Regions from separate parts of the Triticum aestivum genome. Here region 1 is linked to region 2. A link is a contact called in public Hi-C data. All regions are on one chromosome and are shown on one strand. The core of a region is the stretch at or near the end of the contact, and the rest is flanking DNA. Distances in the headings are between cores, read along the strand shown. Region 1 holds the start of LOC123113242 (CBL-interacting protein kinase 7). Region 2 has its middle 19 kb from the start of LOC123116933.

What was found. Hi-C and Micro-C count contacts between places; a contact is called where the count stands out from the background.
Region 1: a contact with region 2 is called in a Hi-C map of leaf, with 7 times the contacts expected there. The contact joins the promoter of LOC123113242 here to the enhancer-like site in region 2. A contact is called at or near these places in 3 of 5 Hi-C or Micro-C datasets (leaf and root).

The regions. Positions count from the first base shown.
Region 1 is chr5B:563,023,947-563,026,646 of IWGSC CS RefSeq v2.1, forward strand. LOC123113242 (CBL-interacting protein kinase 7) reads left to right here and starts at 1,309. Exons shown (of 3, transcript XM_044534434.1): 1 at 1,309-2,688. The coding sequence starts at 1,397.
Region 2 is chr5B:562,962,670-562,965,369 of IWGSC CS RefSeq v2.1, forward strand. No RefSeq gene overlaps it. Among protein-coding and RNA genes, the nearest start is that of LOC123116933, 19 kb to the left of the region's middle. Within about 2 kb of position 1,417, at least 2 of the 8 cell types and tissues checked have an H3K27ac peak or open chromatin away from gene starts, as enhancers often do. A contact at or near this core is called in leaf, where this site is marked.

The DNA.
Region 1 (2,700 bases), core at 59-2,558, 61 kb after region 2:
CCCTGGTTTTTTACGGTGAGATTTCCATGCGTCCAAATCGTGTAATTAATGTCAACGAATAAACCGAGAAAAATGAAAGAAAATCGAGAATTTCGCAGGGTGGGAAACGAAGCGCTGCGCCCATCTCAGGTGGCTGGCCAGAGATGTTCCAATCGTGAAGGTTCCGGCTGCCGCAGGCGACGGGAGCACGGCCGCTGTTGACCTCTGGCACACGCCAGACGGCCAGCCAGTGCACCGCGCTGGAGCGCGACTGGAACCAGCCGCGCGGCCACACGGCGGTAGATCTCCCCTAGCCGCCGTCCCCTTTCGCGGAAAAAGTCTGCGCCACCTCGATCGGCGTGGTTCTCCTGATATTTCTGCGCCCCTTCCCTTCCTCTCCGCGTCCACTAGTACAGCAAAGCCCAGCTTCGCGGTTCATGGGGGATGATTCCCTCCTACGCTCCGGGACCCAGCCCCACCAGCAGCTACTGCCTTTCTCTCTTGGCCCCCGGCAATAGCAAGGGCCGACATGCCGATATACGTGCAAATTGAGTGACACCAGCAGGGACGGGAACACCTCCCCCTCCCCACAAACCAACAAATTTGTGCATAGGCCGGTAGCTTCTACAGTGAGATCTTTTTTCACAACTTCTCACTACACAGCAACACTCCATTTCCAAAAGAAATAAAAGTTGTCAGTTACTTGCTTTTTTTCCAAATAAAGCTATTTTCACTGCACATCTTTTTAGAAGAATTATTGAACGTTAATTAGACAGTTTGTCAGGCGTGCGCCTTTATTTATTTATGTACTTGGATACAAACCGACGATTCTGCGTTTAGTTCGAGTGTAAGGTCTGGCATGTTTGCAGAAATGAAATGAAATAGAAAGAAAATAGTACAAGATGAAATCTATACTTGATGAGGTAAAAGACAACTTGGCGCAGATATTTTTTTATCGGATTTTGGCATATATATTAGTATATTTTACACTTGATATTTTATAAAGGATTTTTATCACACGTAGATCTAATATATATCCAGGTGAAAGCACACTGACAGCTCAGTCCTCACCGTGACCTGTGAAGTCCAGCTTCGGCCGGACCATATCTTGCTGCCAATGAAGAAGATCTAGTTTTATTATGCTTAATAAAACGAATATTATGTAGTAATATCTACGGTCCAATTACTATTTGTTTCTCCGAGGCGAATGCACGAGAAGTAAACACTCTTCTGCCAGCACTAATACAAAAGCTAGAGACAAAAACAGAGAGCCCACTAGGGCATAAACAACGTGAGGAGCCCAACCACGGTCGCCCCAATATATACCGACGCCCCCTGTAAACCACAGCACCACCGCGTAGCCCGCCACGCCAGCCAGAGCATCCCGCCCGCTCTCGCCTCGGTGTCGCCGCCGCCCATGGCCGTCGCCAAGAGCAAGGCAGGCAAGCACGCCGCCCCGCTGCTCGGCAAGTACGAGCTCGGCCGCCTCCTCGGCCGCGGCACCTTCGCCAAGGTCTACCACGCGCGCTCCCTCGTCGGCGGCGAGGCCGTGGCCATCAAGGTGCTCGACAAGCCCGAGCTGGCCGCCACGGCCGGCATGGACGCGCGCGTGCTCGGCGAGGTCTCCGCCATGCGCCGCCTCCGCCACCCCAACGTGCTGCGCCTCCACGAGGTGCTCGCCACGCGCTCCAAGGTCTACCTCGTCATGGAGCTCGCCCCCGGCGGCGACCTGCTCTCCAGGCTCGCCTCGCTCCCGTCGCGCCGCCTCCCCGAGCACGCCGCGCGCCGCGTCTTCCTCCAGCTCGTCTCCGCGCTCATCTACTGCCACGCGCGCGGCGTCTCCCATCGCGACGTCAAGCCGCAGAACGTCCTCATCGACGCCGACGGCAACCTCAAGGTCTGCGACTTCGGCCTCGCCGCGCTCCCGGAGTCCCACCGCGACGACGGCCGCCTGCACACCGCCTGCGGCACGCCCGCCTTCGCCGCGCCCGAGGTGCTCCGCCGCAAGGCCTACGACGGCGTCAAGGCCGACGCATGGTCCTGCGGCGTCATCCTCTACGTCCTCCTCGCCGGCCGCCTGCCGTTCGACGACTCCAACATCGCCGAGATGTGCAGGAAGGCGCACCGCCGCGAGTACACGCTCCCGGAGTGGGTGTCCCAGCCGGCGCGACGCCTCGTGAGCCGCCTGCTCGACCCAAACCCAGCCACCCGCCTCACGGTCGCCGAGCTCTCCAGCCACCCGTGGTTCAAACGGTCGCTCAGCCTGGACTCGCAGCTCGGCAGCCTCCTCGGCGGCGCGCCGGAGCGCGACCTCTTGTTCCAGGCCCCGCCGACGCTCAACGCGTTCGACATCATAAGCATGTCGCCGGGGCTCGACCTGTCGGGACTCTTCGGCGAGAACCGGCGGAGCCGGGAGAAGCGGTTCATGACGACGGCGTCGCCGGAGCAGATGGTCGAGCAGCTCGGGCACTCGGGCGCAAAGCTCGGTTACTTCATGGTGGGCAAGAAAGGAGTAGAGCGGCTGCCACTGGGCGGCCTGTCGGGGCTCGTGGCCATGTCCATGGAGATGTCGGAGGTGGCGCCGCCCCTGATGCTCGTCGAGCTTCGGCTGGAGGCAGGCGACGAGGAGGAGGTCCAGGCGTTCGGATGGGACGCGCTTAGGACGGAGCTTGGGGAGGTGGTCATGGCGTGGCATGGATGCGAGGAATTGTGAGGAGGAGT
Region 2 (2,700 bases), core at 167-2,666:
ACAGGAGCTCTCCCTGCCAGAAGAGATGTCGAGTGAGGGAGCAACCCTTCTGCAATCGTCGAATGAGCGAGCGTCGCATGTCAGTGTCCTCCGGCGGCGACTAGGGTTTTAGTCGGAGCCGCCCCACGAGAATGACGCGGAAGAGGCGAACGTTTCATGGCCCGCTTGATGCGATCGGATTTACATGGAGAGTTAAAACATTTTAAACCTTTAATTTTTCTAAAAAATAAAAACATTTTTTTGTGAAAAGGATCAAAATGTATTATAAAGATTCATCGAAAGTACAAAGCGCCTCAAATATAATAAAAATTATATTGAGGTACATGGACTACTCAACGACTATTACCGCCATCAGAACGAGCCACCGACGTGTCGCTGTCGCCGCTCCCATACTGGAGTCGGCCTAACCTTATCGATGACAACCGGAAAGTCTTCGTGCACGTGCCCCTAATCACCAGCACCCTGGAGCCGCAGGCGTCGCCGTTGAATGTTTGAATCGATCTCAAGAACCTAACACCAAATATCGCCGTTGCATATGCATGGCGAGAAACCCTAACTCACCGTCCCAAGAAGCGGGCAGGAATCAATGTCGAAGCTCCGTCTAATCCGTCCCAACGGATGAACTTGAGGAGGATCGGAGCCGGAAAGACTGACTCGAATAAGGAGCGCCGCCATCCGTCTAAACGATGCCCCTACGAGGATTAAAATCCTACCTATTTACTAGTGCGAGTCGAGATATCAGGATTCTCCTCCATGCCACCGGCCGCCGGAGCGGCAGACAGAGAGGGAGACGAATCCACAGGTTCACCGGCGAAGATCGAAGGGAGGAAGACTTTCCCAAATCGCCTTGGAGAGAGGAAAGAAAAGCCCCACGTAGAAAATAAAAACTTGATGACTCATTGTTTGTACCGTAGTGCAGGCATGCTTTTGCAACATAGCTCGTACATCCACCTGTAGTGGTGCCCTACAATAATATTATTACATACGTACAAAGTGCTCACAATAGTATAGGATCATTTACCATATGCGTCTCTACAAGGCCAGAACCATTCTTCCCCGGGGAAAAAGATCTTGACGGGGGGCGAGGGAGGCTCAACCACCAGCCTGGCCGGAGCAGGTGCCGGCCGGTGGCTTGGCCACTACCTAGAAAATTTCATATAAAAACAAGTATAGTCACCAATGGAGCTTTGCTTTCCCTAACACCATTTGTCTTTGTTTAAGCAAAAACCCAGGGGCTGTAGGCCCGATTACAGGGACGCTGTTGAGACGAAAACAAGGCGCCCGATTGGCTCAATCTTTCTGGTTCGTATCTTTGTCCTTTAAGCACGTTCTAATTTAGTGTTTACAGTAGCGAACAACGGCGATGGGCTCCATTGACAAATTCGCCGGACCGCCCTACCCACGAGATATTTATCGCTGTTGTTCCTCAGATGATACGGACCACACATTGTGCGATTCGCAGTGTGGGTCGATGGTGACTGCCAACCATGAATTGTCAAGATTTGCTCCCGAAGATTTTTGTTTCTGCTTCCTCCGAGTGGCCCATACGAATTTATTGACAGAGGGAGTACTAATTTTGGGTTTGTCCATGAACAGCAACGTTGACACTTTGAATTGCTGCTAAATACGGAGCACTCATCAGCCGAGACCATTTCCCCGGCAGAACGCCGTCAGCGGAAGTGTGCCATGGTTAACTGTTCAAGTTCAATTGCATGCACTGCTCGACGAAATTAGTGGGGCTGTTTCTGAAGGCATGCATCATCACTCTACGTCAGCCCTCTAACAACTTTGCAATAAATATTCTGAGCGTGGAATTAATAGATCTCGGATCTAGACCTCCACCAGGTCAATTCTGTGCTTGAACCACAACATCATCAAATGTTAAACACCGCCATCAACCGAACCTTGACAGCGAAATGCGGATCTAAAGCTTGGCTCTCATTTCACGCGAGATCGCTATCTGTCGAATTGGATGGCCTACACGAAGGTGTGGTTAATTCATGCCTAATCATGTAGGGTTCTTAGCTTACCTGTCACCGTCTGTCATTATATTTAAGCTAGAGATAGCTGCATTCCACCCCGTTGTTCGATTGTATGTTAGCGAGTTGTTTAGTCCGCGCGGCCTTTGCCATACAGACATTTATACTGCATAAATATGCGTAACTATGCTCCAAACTAAAGCATCATCAACGTTAGAGCAACGCTAATAGCTCCAGTGTCCTTCAAAATAACTACCGTTACAGAAAGTTGAGGCAAAAAAGGGCCTCCAATCAGTGGCGGAGCCAGGAAAATGAAATGAGGAGGGCCGAAAGCTATTAAGCTTTGTTAGGGAAGGCCAACACATCAAGGTACACCATTTTAACAGCAGATAGTTACTTGCTCACATGCATATTAGGCTTAAATAAGGGATGTTAGGGGGGGGGGGGGGGGGGTCAGGGCCCCTGCTGGTCCCCCTGTCTCCGCCACTGCCTCCGCCACTGCCTCCAATAGCTTCGTAAACCCGATTTTTTTTACATGACCCCGTATAATTGCCCAAAACGCCCCTCCGTAAAATTTTGGCGGGCACTCGAGGATTATGCTTCACTAACCTGCTAGTGCTTATTATCGGACACGGACACCCGTTTTTTTTAAACGGGCAAAAATGTTTTTTTCTTATATTGATATAGGAGAAGCAAACAGGGGTATGGCAAGAGCCAAAAA